3 separate regions of the Sus scrofa genome follow, and regions 2 and 3 are each linked to region 1. The links are chromatin contacts, called in public HiChIP or PLAC-seq maps. All regions are on one chromosome and are shown on one strand. The core of a region is the stretch at or near the end of the contact, and the rest is flanking DNA. Distances in the headings are between cores, read along the strand shown.

Region 1 (4,518 bases), core at 297-2,796:
TACCAGGAGGGGGATCATTGGAGCCAGCCAGTTTAGAAGCAGCCTACCTTAGGATAATAATAATGATATTAATATCTAGTGGCATTTTGTTTAAAGAATAAATGAGAGAATATATTCAGCTCAAGACCTGGCACATATTATGTACCTAATGTATACAATAACTATTATTAAGTTATTATTATTGAGTTATATAATGACTGGTTTTCTCTCCCTCCTAGCTACCAGGAAGAAACTTTTATGAGCAATAAATGAGATAATCCGCATAATTCAGGAAGGACTTGATACATAACAAGTGCTCAGTAACCATTAATTATTATTATTAACATTATATGAATGTGTGATATCTGGTTGCCTCTCCAAGTGCTGGAAGGATATGCTATGATTACGGTAACTTTCCCAGAATGGTCTCATTTTCAAATATTTTCTCGTTTATCTATGTGTACCCTATATTTGCCAGACCATAATTCCAGATTTGGATTTGTTCAAAAAGTATGAACAACAAAGCCACAGTCCAGTCTAATTTCCTGCCTGCCCAATATTAAGAAAGGTATGCTCAAAATCAGCAGGAAGAAGCTGGTCACTGTGCAGTCTGTCAGTTCTTAACTGAGGATGAGAGAAAGGGGGAATCCTGCACAGGCTCTATGGAGGGAGGAAGGGCAGTCAGGAGGGGATTTTTTACACTTGGACTGGGAGCAGTTAGAATCAAGAGGCTGAGGAGAGAGCAATTTTGCAATTAGAAAGTTGGAAGAAAATGGAGTTCCTGCTGTGGCGCAGTGGATTAATGATCCGGCTCGTCTCTGTGGCGCTGGTTTGAGCCCTGACCCGGTGCAGCAGGTTAAGGATCTGGTGTTGCCACAGCTGTGGCATAGGCTGCAGATGCAGCTTGGATTCGATCCCTGACCTGGGAACTTCCATATGTTATGGGTGCAGCCAGAAAGGGGTGGGGGTGGGGGGAAGTTGGAAGAGAAGGGTCCAGTTTGCAACATGAGAGAAAGATTACTATGAGGTGAGAGTGACCCAGCAGGACTGGGTTGAATGGCTTCCTTAAAAGGGAGGAGGATATTAATGACTGGCCTGTTGCCAGAGAAAATGAGGAACTACAATCAAGGAAACCCCATTACTTTGGCTTTGAGTCATTTCTAAGGGCTCACTCGTGATTGTTATATAAGGAAAATGGAGTGGAGGGACGCCTAAAGTATAAATAATTTCTAAGCCAAAAAATACTAAGAAAGACAAAGGTCCAAGTCCATAGCTCACCTCATCTTCTCAGGCCAAGGTTATCTCCTCAAATATTCTCTCTCACTCTCTCTCTCCTTCTCCCCCTGTCCCCTCTCCTCGTATTTGTACATGTTCTTCTCTTTCGTCTGAGTTCCGTGGAGAAGAAAAAACTATCTTTGCGAGGAAATGCCTTAGGGTCCTTTAGACGGAAATAGTTTACTTATCTGGAGTCACCGTCCCAAGGAGTTTCTGCTGTGGCTCTAGACCATTAGTGCTCAATAAACACTCACAGAGGATGACAGGTACAGCTCTGCTTCCAAATCTAGTCACCTGTGCAGCTGTGAGTCACACAGCCTCCCCCCACCCCGCCCGATTTTCTGAGATGAGCTGCACCAACCCAGACCCCCTTCTCCTCTGGGCATGTTCCCAGGCATTACCAGATTTGTACACAGAAAGGCTCAAAGCAGAAGTTGCTGGGAAAGCTCTGTGAGGTTAAAGGAAAGGTGTAGCAATATCAAGTTCCTCTTCCTGTCGCTCTTTTCTTCTAACTCGGTGTTTCTTCTGTTTGAGAAAGAGGAGACTCAAAAGAAAATCTCAATACTTCTCAGTAGCCAGAGAGGACCTGTGTCTGCTTTTTTGCAGGATGGCCAATTTTAGAAGGGAAAGGAGGGCTGAGGAGATGAGCACTTGCCCCCAGGAAGTCTGCCTACACAATAGGGATGGTGTGTTTATTTATTCAGCCCTTTCCTCCAGGCAGCCGGCGTGGTAGCCATTTCATTTTGCCCTCAGGAAGTGTATTTAGTGGTAGGCTTTCTTTCTTTTCCTGTTAGTTTCCTGCAAAAGGACAGCAGAGCCTTCTCAGAGCAGCAGCTGATAAGAAGGCTGTTGTTGCTCAAGTGAAGGCAGACCCAGATCATGCCAAGGACACAGAGGATAGAGCCTGGGTGCGAAACAGAAGAAGCTGACTTTCACACCTATTCCCCTCATGCCATCTTCCTCCCTGAAATACTCTCTCTAGTGGGATACAGTAATTACATCTTCCACTTGGGTAGAATTTCACACTTCCCCAAGGTATCATCACACTGTACAGAAGCAGAGTCAGAGGCACTATATTTGATGTAGCCTGGGAGTTACTTTAGAGGGTTAATATGAAGAGGCAGCTTTGGGTTTAACCTTATGTTCTAGGGAAATTATACAAATAGCATAAGTTTACCTGATGTTGGATTCCATTAACTAAGCTCCTACTCATCCTACAGATCTCACCTTCAAAGTTACTACTACAGGGGTCGCCTGCTGACGTCCCCTCTCCCAGCCACCCCTGGGTTAGGCGCCCCTCTTCTACACACTGCGCTTCCATCTTGGGTACACACATCCCACACGGTAAACTTGTACTGTGCCCATCCCTCCTGCAGCATTGCGATACCGGGAACCTCAGGCATTCTGCTCAAAGCTCCTAGCATTGGAGCCTGACCCTAACTAGTTCACTCAATGTTTAGTGAATGAATGAGTCAGGGGTTGTCTCTAGGAGCAGCCTTCCCACCCCACCCCATCATTTATTCTGGGTGGTGCTATGGGAGTTATAAAAAAAAGATGTGCTAATTATCATATAATGATCACTAGTGGTTTCAGTAATTAGTAGGCAAAAGCACAGTGGTGGCATGTGACTGAATAAAGCCCTCCGCCGGTGTGTACAGGGCCTTCCCTGTGTTATGAATTTGGAATCTCACTGCCTGTCTACGTTTGGACTCCCATGGAAAGACAGGGCCATTCCTTCGGTTGCCAACACCGGGGAGAGGGAGAACTCAATTTCCCCTGACTCAGTGAAAATTAAATTCAAAGGTACTGGCATTCCTGTTGTGACTCAGCAGGTTAAGAACCCGACATAGTGTCTGTGATGATGTGGGTTTGATTCCCGGCCTTGCTCAGTGGTTAAGGATTCAGCATTTCAGCAAGGCTGCTTTGAGTTCACGATGTGAACTCTGATCCCACAGATCCCAAGGTGCTGTGGCTGTGGTGTAGGCCAGCAGCTGCAGCTCCGATTCGACCTCTAGCCCAGGAACTTCCATGTGGAGCAGGTGCGGCCCTAAAAAGAAAAAAAAATTAACCGCCGGCCCAGTGGTGGCCCTCGCTACTTCCCGCTCAGGCTCCGAGATGGATTTCCCCATCAAGGATCTACACTGAGTCATCTCTACTCCAAACAAAAAAGAAAAAAGTTAACTCCCTCAGGAGGAGCAATGAAAGCAAAGACCCATCCTGCAAATCATCCCTTTGGGGCCAAGATTCATGGCCTCGGCTCCCCTCCTTGGGAACAAGAGGTCAAACTGAGAGAAAAGACAAGACTTTTCCTTCCCATTTCCTCCTACCTTAAAAGCTCTTGGCCTGTGGTTTACTCCTCTTCTGCAGAGGGGAAGTGAGGATGGAGATAGAGAAGGAGGAAGAATAAGCCACAGGACACAGCACTTTGATTGCCCTGAGATTGTGGGGGAGCTGTAAATTGGGATGAAGGATGACAAGACATGACGAACCCTGGAGATTCTTCAGCAATCTCACATCCCAGACAGACAAGGCACAGCTCAGTTGCCAGGACACAGGGAACCAGTAATGTAGTCAGTGGAAGGTGATGACAGCAAAGCAGCAGGCAGATCTGATGCACAGGCCCCTGGGAAGAACTATGCCCCACGGGAGCAGCACAAACTGCTGCAGACTGGGTAGTGAAGAGAGGGGCTGGGCATTGAGTGCGAGACCTTGAATCACGAGGCCCACACTCTATTTCCAGCTCAGCCATCAGTTGACAGAAGGACCTCAAGCCGAAGATGATTGTCAGCGATGTGGCTTAATCAGCGACCCTTGGGATGGGCAGATATTTGTAAAATGCTTTGAAATCTCTAGATGAAAAAAAAAAAAAATGCTGGGGAAAGCTGGTATTATTTGGAGTGTTGATTCATTAAGGAACCAGAGCATCTTTGATTTCCTGTATTGGAATCAGAGGCCACAGTGTTTTCATCCTGGGTGCACCAGTCCCTAAAGATCTGTTTTCTAATAACCTCAGTTGAGAACAAGGTCATTGTTGAGGTCTGTAAGGAATAAAACCAAAAATCTCATCCCTGGAGTATGAGAAATTTTCCAACCAGGCGCTATTAAGTTTTCTGTGCAAGCAGATCCTGGCCAGACCCAACTTGCCTGGAGGGGATGTGTGGGTGGTGATATGATTACACTTCTCCCTCTCTGTCCTCCAAAGCCCTCTCTCCCCTCTCTTTCTCTTTTTCACATGTGCATAAATCTACTTAAAACTTCAACTTA
Region 2 (4,394 bases), core at 1,839-4,338, 280 kb before region 1:
CATATCCTAAGATCTTTGTGAATTCCCTCATTGACAAATAGCACTATAGAATGTAATTGTCCCTGCAAAATAATGTATAACTACAGAAATTCAAATTTCCAGCTTGATTACAGAACAGTAAAACCACCTTCAGATGCTGAATACTAAATTCATTGGTGACTGGCTGTATTCCTGCTTCTAAGTTGGTAGCTGTCCATTCTGTCATTATCTCTCCTACAGGAACAATAGTTCTTTGCTTGGGATAAAGGCAGTGTAGGTTTACAGGAAAGCGGCAGGCCCAGCCCTCCCAGCCTCTGCTTCCCAAGGTCACTCTCCAACTAAGTGACTCACTTCTGAATTTCAGCCACCTGGCACATGTTTCAGATTCTTGCCTCAGAAAGATGACAAATTATTTCAAGTCATGAACCTTTAGGCTCATTCTCAAATAAAAGAAATATTAACTTTTCATATGTTGAATTCTGTTCCCTTTTTGATTATTTCTTTCTGTATATTCTTTTTTTTTTTTTTTTTTTTTTTTTTGGGTCGTGTCCGCAGCATATTGAGGTTCCCAGGCTAGGGGTTCAATCGGAGCTGTAGCTGCCGGCCTACGCCAGAGCTGCAGCAACGTCAGATCCGACCGCGTCTGCGACCTATACCACAGCTCACGGCAACGCCGGATCCTTAACCCACTGAGCAAGGCCAGGGATCAAACCCGCAACCTCATGGTTTCTAGTTGGATTTTTCCACTGTGCCACGACAGGAACTCCCTCTCTATATTCTTTAACATGGTTAAAATAAATAATCAGTATGTGTCCTCTTTTATTTATTTATTTATTTTTATCTTTTTGCCAAAAGCAACATGGGATCTGAGCCGAGTCTGCAACCTACACCACAGCTCATGGCAATGCCAGATCTTTAACCCGCTGAGCAAGGCCAGGGATCGAACCTGCAACCTCATCGTTCCTAGTCGGATTCGTTAACCACTGAGCCACGACAGGAACTCCTGTGTCCTCTTTTTTTTCACTTTAGTATAAGAGTTTTTCCGACAGAACACTGTAAACCAGCTATAATGGGAAAAATAAAAATCATTTAAAATAAGTAAAAATAAATTTAAAAAAATAATTTTTCCATGTTATAAATTCTTAGAAAATATGTCTAATGGCTACATAATATTTGACTCAGTGAGTTTATTGCAACTTACTTCCCCTAATTTCCCTGAGGTTGAATATTAGGTTGTTTCCATTGTTTTACTGTTCTGAAAAACAATGAATGTTTTTATATGTAGAGCTTTTTCAGTTTTTTCAAATTATTTCCTTAGGGTAAAATCCTAGGAAAGAATTTATGGAGAAAATTATCTACATATTTTTAACTGTCTTCATATGTAGAATTTCATTTTCAAAATGATACTACCAGTTTGTACTTAACACTAGTAGGAGTGAGGCTGTCTTACCTCCATGCTCACCAATATTGAATTAAAAAAAAATGTGGGGAGTTCCCGTCGTGGCGCAGTGGTTAACGAATCCGACTGGGAACCATGAGGTTGCGGGTTCGGTCCCTGCCCTTGCTCAGTGTGTTGACGATCCGGCGTTGCCGTGAGCTGTGGTGTAGGTTGCAGACGCGGCTTGGATCCCGCGTTGCTGTGGCTCTGGCGTAGGCCGGTGGCTACAGCTCCGATTAGACCCCTAGCCTGGGAACCTCCATATGCCACGGGTGCGGCCCAAGAAATAGCAACAACAACAACAACAACAACAACAAAAAGACAAAAGACAAAAAAAAAAAAAGTATATATATATATATATATATATATATATATAAAAATGTGTAGCATATATATATGCTAACCCTTATAGGCAAGGCAAAAATATCTTAATTTGCATTTAGTTGATTACTAGTAAGATCAAATACTTTTTCAGTGTTCACAGACTCTAAAATTATCTTCTTTGTTGAGTGGGTGGAAGTGTTAACCTAAGTGAAGACCATTTGCAGTCTGACATCAGCTTTGGAGACTGAAGTTGAAAGGTGTGTGATGGTGGAGTTCCATCACGGCAGAGTGGAAATGAATCCAACTAGTATCCATAAGGATGCACATGAGGACGCAGGTTCCATCCTTGGCCTCACTCAGCGGGTTAAAGATCTGGTATTGCTGTGATATGTGGTATAGGTCGAAGACGAGTCTCAGATCCTGAGTTGTTGTGGCTGTGGCTGTGGCTGTGACTGGCAGCTACAGGTCCAATTCAACCCCGGCCTGAGATTTTCCATATCCCTAAAAACGAAAAAAAAAAAAAAAAAAAAGATAACATGTAGTCATCCACACTCAAAATACCAAAAGCAAATGATGTAAACCCAGGCTGGCAAGTATTCTCCTCCCCCTGTTTATGTATGTTCATGTCTCAATTACTTTTCCTTATCTTTTTTTCCCACTGTATATATTTTATCTCTATATAAGTGTTTCCCTGCCAGTTCCATTCTTTGACTCTCGTGTGACTTGTATCTGTGTATTATGTGCTATTTTTGTTCTTCACATGTTACTAGGAGTCAGCTGGAGTCTTGCATTCTTTTTTGGTGTTAGGAGCCTCTTTCTGCTTCTCTAGTGGAAACTTACAGGGGAGCTCTGATTGTCTTGCTAATGCTTGTTGGGTTGCGTTGAGCTCAGGTGAAGGAGGGTAGTACTGGAGGGAAAAAATGGTGAACTCATTGCTGGCTTCCTGGTACTTCTGATTCCCCAGCCTACTAGCAGTTGTGTGCATTCTATCCAGGTTTTATAGCTGCATTCAGTGGGAGAGACGGCGAGGAATATCCTTTTACTCCTTGTTAACTAGAACCCATCTTGATGTATTTTTTGATTAGTTTTATGCATCTTTTAGATAATACTTCATATTAGATGGTCTAAAATGTTCATATTTAGCCACATTTCCACATTCACCTGTTCATTTGTGTTATGTTTTGCTTTTCCACATTCACCTGTTCATTTGTGTTATGTTTTGCTTTTTAATGTTCAAGTCTTGGCAAGCACAGCCAATTCTATAGAAACAAGTTATTTACTTTAACTCCTAGTATAAAAATAAAAGGAGCTTTTGAGTCAGAAATTCAGAAACTTGCCAGGACCTGTTTGGAAATAAGCCCTGAGGATTTGTTGTGTCAGTGGTTGGTTATGCAATGTCTGTGAGAAGCACAGGAAGCTAAAAGACCAAACAAACCTTAAAAAGGAAGAAACGGAAAAAGCAGTTAATTATTATATATTGTTTGTTATAGATGAAACCATATAGCTTACTTTAAAGTCATATGATTTCTGGCCTAGATAGTTCAGTGTTTAGAAGAGGTCCTTGCTGTTCTTTGCTGAAGCAGGGCTCTTTTCTTTCAGGGCCTTTAGGATAGGAAAGCTTATTATTTTTGTGAGATGAGAAAGGCCTATTTTCCCACCTGATGTTCTAGAAAAAGAAGAGGTTATTTAGTCCTCACCAGAAGATGCTTTGAATTCAGGTAATAATTCAGAAAATCATAACATCAGTGATTAACCCTAAAGAAGAAAACTGTTTACAGCCATTATTACATGCAGAGGGCTAATATTTTTTTTCCTTCTCTTTTTTGGCCGCCCCATGGCATATGGAGTACCTGGGCTAGGGATCAGATCTGAGCTGTAGTTGCAACCTATACCAGTTGCAACCAGCGATCAAACCTGACTGTGCCTGGCCGGGGGTGAAACCTGCATTCTAGCACTCCAGAGACAGTGGGGACTCCAGAGGATTAATACATTTACAGTACGAAGAGCACTTACAAATCATTTAAAAAAATGATGAATTTTTGGAAGTTCCTTTTGTGGCACAGCAGAGACGAATCCAAGTAGGAACCGTGAGGTTGCAGGTTCAATCCCTGGCCTTGTTCAGTGGATTAAGGATCCAATGTTGCCATGAGCTGTGGTGTAGGTCGCAGATGAGGCTCTGATCTGGCATGGCTGTGGCTGTGGCTAGCAGCTATAGCTCCAGTTGGATCCTTAGCCTGGGAACCTCCATATGCTGTGGGTGTGGGCCTAAAAAGCAAAAAAAAAAAAAAAAAAAAAAGTTAAAAACAAAAATAAAAAATTGTGAACTTTCTAATAAGAAATCTTAAAAAACCCAAGCAGAGAAATTATGAAGGAAATATAGATGGCCAGGAGAGGGAGAGATGTGTGTGTGTCTTTCTTTTTTTTATAGCTTTTATTTATTTATTTATTTATTTTTGTCTTTTTGCCATTTCTTGGGCCACTCCCGCGGCATATGGAGGTTCCCAGGCTAGGGGTCGGATCAGAGCTGTAGCCGCCGGCCTACGCCATAGCCACAGCAGTGTGGGATCCAAGCCACGTCTGCAACCTACACTACAGCTCACGGCAATGCTGGATCCTTAACCCACTGAGAAAGGCCAGGGATCGAACCCGCAAC
Region 3 (4,398 bases), core at 750-3,249, 300 kb before region 1:
ATGGGAATATATACATTAAATAATATTTGATGAAAAAATAGGATGCAAAATTTGTGAACATTCACCATAACTGTGTACCTGTGTGTGTGTGTATGTTGAAAAACACTGAAATTTGGGATGTTGTAAGAATAGGTTGTTTTCTTTATAAAATCACCTAAGTCCATATTCAGCAATACAAAATTATAAACTTAAATATAGCAAAAACTGCCATGAACAAAAACCAAACTGGGCAAAGGCTTATAATGCCTAATGACAGATATATCTTAATATGCAAAGAATTCTTATGAAGTCAAAAAGAATACATGGAGTTCCCATCATGGTGCAATGGAAACGAAGCCGACTAGGAACCGGGAGGTTGCGAGTTCAATCCTTGGCCTCACTCAGCGGGTTAAGGATCCGGCGTTGCTATGAGCTGTGGTGTAGGTCAAAGATGAGGCTCAGATCCGGCGTTGCTATGAGCTGTGGTGTAGGTCAAAGATGAGGCTCAGATCCTGTGTGGCTGTGGCTGTGGCATAGGCTGGCAGCCTTGTCCCTGATTTGACCCCTAACCTGGGAACCTCTGTATGCCACAGGTGTGGCCATAAAAAAGCAAAAAAAAAAAAAAAAAAATTATTGAAACATTATTTGTAACAGAGTTTGAGGTAACCTCAGTCTTACTTGATTCTTTACCGTCAGTAGTATAAGGTGATGGTGAATAGTAGGATCTTTTGACTAAACTGTGTGAATTAGAATTTGCTCTATAACTTCTTAGATCTGGGATCTTTGGCAAACAATATGATCTCTCTAAGCTTCAGTTTCTTCATCTGTTGAATGAAGTTTATTGTATTAATCAACTCAGAGTTTTATTAAGACTAAATGAGATAACTCACCTGAAGTGCTTAGCAGAGTGTCTCACATACATAGTCAACACATCTTAGCTTTTTAGGGCCACACTTGTGGCATATGGAAATTCCCAGGCTAGCGGTTGAGTTGGAGCTGTAGCTGCTGACTTACATACACCACAAGCACAGCAATGCCATATCCGAGCTGCATCTGCTACCTATATCACAGCTCACAGCAACACTGGATCTTTAACTCACTGAGCAAACCAGGACTTGAACCCACATCCTCATGGATACTAGTCAGGTTTGTTACCACTGAGCCACAATAGGAATTTCCGTCTTAGCAATTAATAGCATATTTGTCATTATTACTGTGCTGCAACTGTAATGTTTAAGTTGAAGTATATTGGGAGTTCCCATCATGGTGCAGCGGAAACAAATCTGACTGGGAACCATGAGGTTGCGGGTTCGATCCCTGGCCTCAGTGGGTTAAAGATCCGGCGTTGTCGTGAGCTGAGATGTAGGTCAGCTGAGATGTAGGTCGAAGACGTGGCTTGGATCCTGAGTTGCTGTGGCTGTGGTGTAGGCCAGCAACTGTAGCTCTGATTAGACTCCTAGCCTGGGAACCTCCATATGCTGTGGGTGCAGCCCTAAATAGCAAAAATAAAAATAAGTTGAGGTATATTTACAAGTATTGTAAAGGTATCTTACACACCTTAAGTGATAAAAGCAAATTGAGGATCATGGCTTTAAAAACGTCTAAGGACATGAGATTGCTCACCATATTCAGTGAGGAGCAGAGATGAGGGAGGACATTTACTTTTTAGGCTATAAACACAAGTTGACAACACTTTCACAAATTTCTAATAAATGTTTATAAACCTTTGTTTATAATATTTCTTTTCATTACAGAAATAAAACTATGCTTTATTAAAAGTGTAAAGGTAAGGCAGGCACTATGCTTTATTAAAAGTGCCTCCACAGCTTTTGCTGCTTGAGGAACTACTCTCCCTGCTTGAGGGTCCACATGCCTTCAGTGGCTGGACCTGTACTTGCATCATGTTCTAAAGTAAGGAGAAGAGAGAAAGAATTAAAACGAAGCCTCCCACCCACTGGTGTAGGAGCTCTGGGGAAATCTGGCTTCATAAAACTCACTTCCCACATACTCACCACTTCCCATGGGACCCCACCCTCCCTGAAACTTACAACACTTGTAGGATGAGTAATCCTTCCTCTGCCACTGAAATGCAATCATTTATAATGGCTACAACACTGGTTTTTCTGCACCTTAAAAATAGCCTTTAAGGGCCAAACTGTGCAGGGGTAAAAAGATCATTGGTTGCCAGGGTATAGGGGGAAGGGAGGGATAAATAGGCAGAGCATGGAGGGTTTTTAGGACAGTGAAATTATTCTGTGTTATTATGGTAAATGTATTTTTTTTTTTTTTTGTCTTTTGTCTTTGTTTTGTTGTTGCTGTTGCTATTTCTTGGGCCGCTCCCGCGGCATATGGAGGTTCCCAGGCTAGGGGTTGAATTGGACCTGTAGCCACCGGCCTACGCCAGAGCCACAGCAACGCGGGATCCGAGCCGCGTCTGCAACCTACACCACAGCTCACGGCAACGCCGGATCGTTAACCCACTGAGCGAGGGCAGGGACCGAACCCGCAACCTCATGGTTCCTTGTCGGATTCGTTAACCACTGCGCCACGACGGGAACTCCTGGTGAATGTATTTATTATAAAATTTCCAAACTCCATAGAGTGTATAATACAAGAGTGAACCCTAAGTTATGATAATGAAACATCAATGTAGATTCATTGATTTTAAAGGAGTTCCTGTTGTGGCACAGTGGAATCTGACCAGTACCCATGAGGATGCAGGTTTGATCCCTGGCCTTGCTTAGTTGAGTTAAGGATCCATTGTTGCCATGAGCTGTGGTATAGGTTGTTGACGAGGCTCAGATCTGGTATTGCTGTGGCTGTGGTGTAGGGTGGCAGCTACAGCTCTGATTTGACCTCTGGCCTGGGAACTTCCATATGCTGCAGGTGTGGCCCTAAAAAGACAAAAAAAAAAAAAAGTGCAACTCTGGTGTAGGATGTTGACAGTGGGAAGGCTGTACAGGGGAAGAGATATATGGGAACTCTGTACTTTCTGCTCAGTTTTGAAATGAACTTAAAATAGCTCTTAGAAATAAGGTTTAGGGGGTCCCTGGTGGCTCAGTGGGATAAAGACCTGACGTTGTCCACTGCTATGCCTTGGGTCACAGCTGTGGCATGGGTTTGAACCCTGGCCCTCAAACTTCCTCATGTCACCAGCACAGCCACTTAAAAAAAAGGGTGTATGTGTGTGTGTGTTTTCTAATTAAGAAAGAAATGAGCAGTTCCTGTTGTGACTCTGGGGTAAGGACCCAGTATTATTTCTATAATAATAGAGGACGCACATACAGTGCCTGGCCACACTCAGTGGGTTAAGGATCCGGTGTTGCCAAAAGCTGTGGTTTAGGTTGAAGATGTGGCTCAGATCTGGCTTTACCATGGTTATGGTGTAGGCCTTGGCTGCCGCTGTGATTCGACCCCTGGCCCAGGAACTTCCACATGGCGCAGGTGCATCTGTAAAAAGAAAAAAGGAAAGAAATGAGCTACCAAGCCACACATACAGAGAGGCCTTTATGTTCTTATCTTTTAGAAATATATACTAAAATATTTATGAAGGAAATGATATGTCTGAGCTTGCCTCAAAATAATACCCAGGGGGGAGTTCCCATCATGGCTCAGTGGTTAATGAATCCGACTAGGAACCATGAGGGAGGTTGCAGGTTTGATCCCTGGCCTTGCTCAGTGGGTTAGGGATCTGGTGTTGCTGTGTGCTCTGGTGTAGTTCGCAGACATGGCTCAGATCTGGCGTTGCTGTGGCTCTGGTGTAGGCCAGCAGCTGTAGTTCCGATTAGACCCCTAGCCTGGAAACCTCCATGTGCCGAGTGTGAGGCCCTAGAAAAGACACAAAAAAGACACACACAAAAATACCAGGGACAAAGTGGGTGGAAAACAAATGGAATAAGATTAGCTATGAGATGGCAATAATGGAAGCTGGTAAAGTATGCATGTGTCTTTATTTTACGCTTTTTTTTTTTTTTTTTTTTTTGGTCTTTCTGTCTTTTTAGGGCCGCACCCAAGGCATATGGAGGTTCCCAGGCTAGGGGTCCAATTGGAGCTGTAGCCGCCAGCCTACACCACAGCCACACCAACGCCAGATCCAAGCCGCATCTTCGATCTACACCACAGCTTATGGCAATGCTGGATCCTTAACCCACTGAGCGAGGCCAGGGATCAAACCTGCATCCTCATGGATGCCAGTCAGGTTCACTAACCGCTGAGCCACGACAGGAACTCCCTTCATTTTACACTTCTGACAATACTTGTTTTAACTTCCTCCATAATAAAAAGTTTGTTTTTAATGTCTTAAAAATAATGCTGGAGTTCCTGTTGTGGCTCAGTGGGTTAAAAACTCGACTTGTATTCATGAGGATTCAGGTTCAATCCCTGGCCTTACTTAGTGGGTTAAGGATCCCACGTTGCTGT

The links. HiChIP or PLAC-seq counts read pairs in DNA pulled down with a chosen protein or histone mark.
Region 2: an H3K27ac HiChIP or PLAC-seq map of alveolar macrophages shows a contact between it and region 1. The contact joins two enhancer-like sites. A contact is called at or near these places in 2 of 5 promoter capture datasets (fetal liver and liver), 24 of 47 Hi-C or Micro-C datasets (alveolar macrophages, blood, brain and 15 more) and 2 of 2 datasets of contacts at active chromatin or transcription factors (alveolar macrophages and skeletal muscle).
Region 3: an H3K27ac HiChIP or PLAC-seq map of alveolar macrophages shows a contact between it and region 1. The contact joins two enhancer-like sites. A contact is called at or near these places in 2 of 5 promoter capture datasets (fetal liver and liver), 10 of 47 Hi-C or Micro-C datasets (alveolar macrophages, brain, embryonic fibroblasts and 6 more) and 1 of 2 datasets of contacts at active chromatin or transcription factors (alveolar macrophages).

What each region holds. Positions count from the first base shown.
Region 1 is chr7:96,805,190-96,809,707 of Sscrofa11.1, forward strand. No RefSeq gene overlaps it. Among named protein-coding and RNA genes, the nearest start is that of NUMB, 8.8 kb to the left of the region's middle. Within about 2 kb of position 1,547, at least 18 of the 83 cell types and tissues checked have an H3K27ac peak or open chromatin away from gene starts, as enhancers often do. A contact at or near this core is called in alveolar macrophages and retroperitoneal adipose tissue, where this site is marked.
Region 2 is chr7:96,521,248-96,525,641 of Sscrofa11.1, forward strand. The region is part of intron 5 of PSEN1 (presenilin 1); the gene reads left to right. Among named protein-coding and RNA genes, the nearest start is that of PSEN1, 45 kb to the left of the region's middle. Within about 2 kb of position 3,089, at least 17 of the 83 cell types and tissues checked have an H3K27ac peak or open chromatin away from gene starts, as enhancers often do. A contact at or near this core is called in alveolar macrophages and retroperitoneal adipose tissue, where this site is marked.
Region 3 is chr7:96,502,437-96,506,834 of Sscrofa11.1, forward strand. All of the region lies in intron 3 of PSEN1 (presenilin 1), which reads left to right. Among named protein-coding and RNA genes, the nearest start is that of PSEN1, 26 kb to the left of the region's middle. Within about 2 kb of position 2,000, at least 5 of the 83 cell types and tissues checked have an H3K27ac peak or open chromatin away from gene starts, as enhancers often do. A contact at or near this core is called in alveolar macrophages, where this site is marked.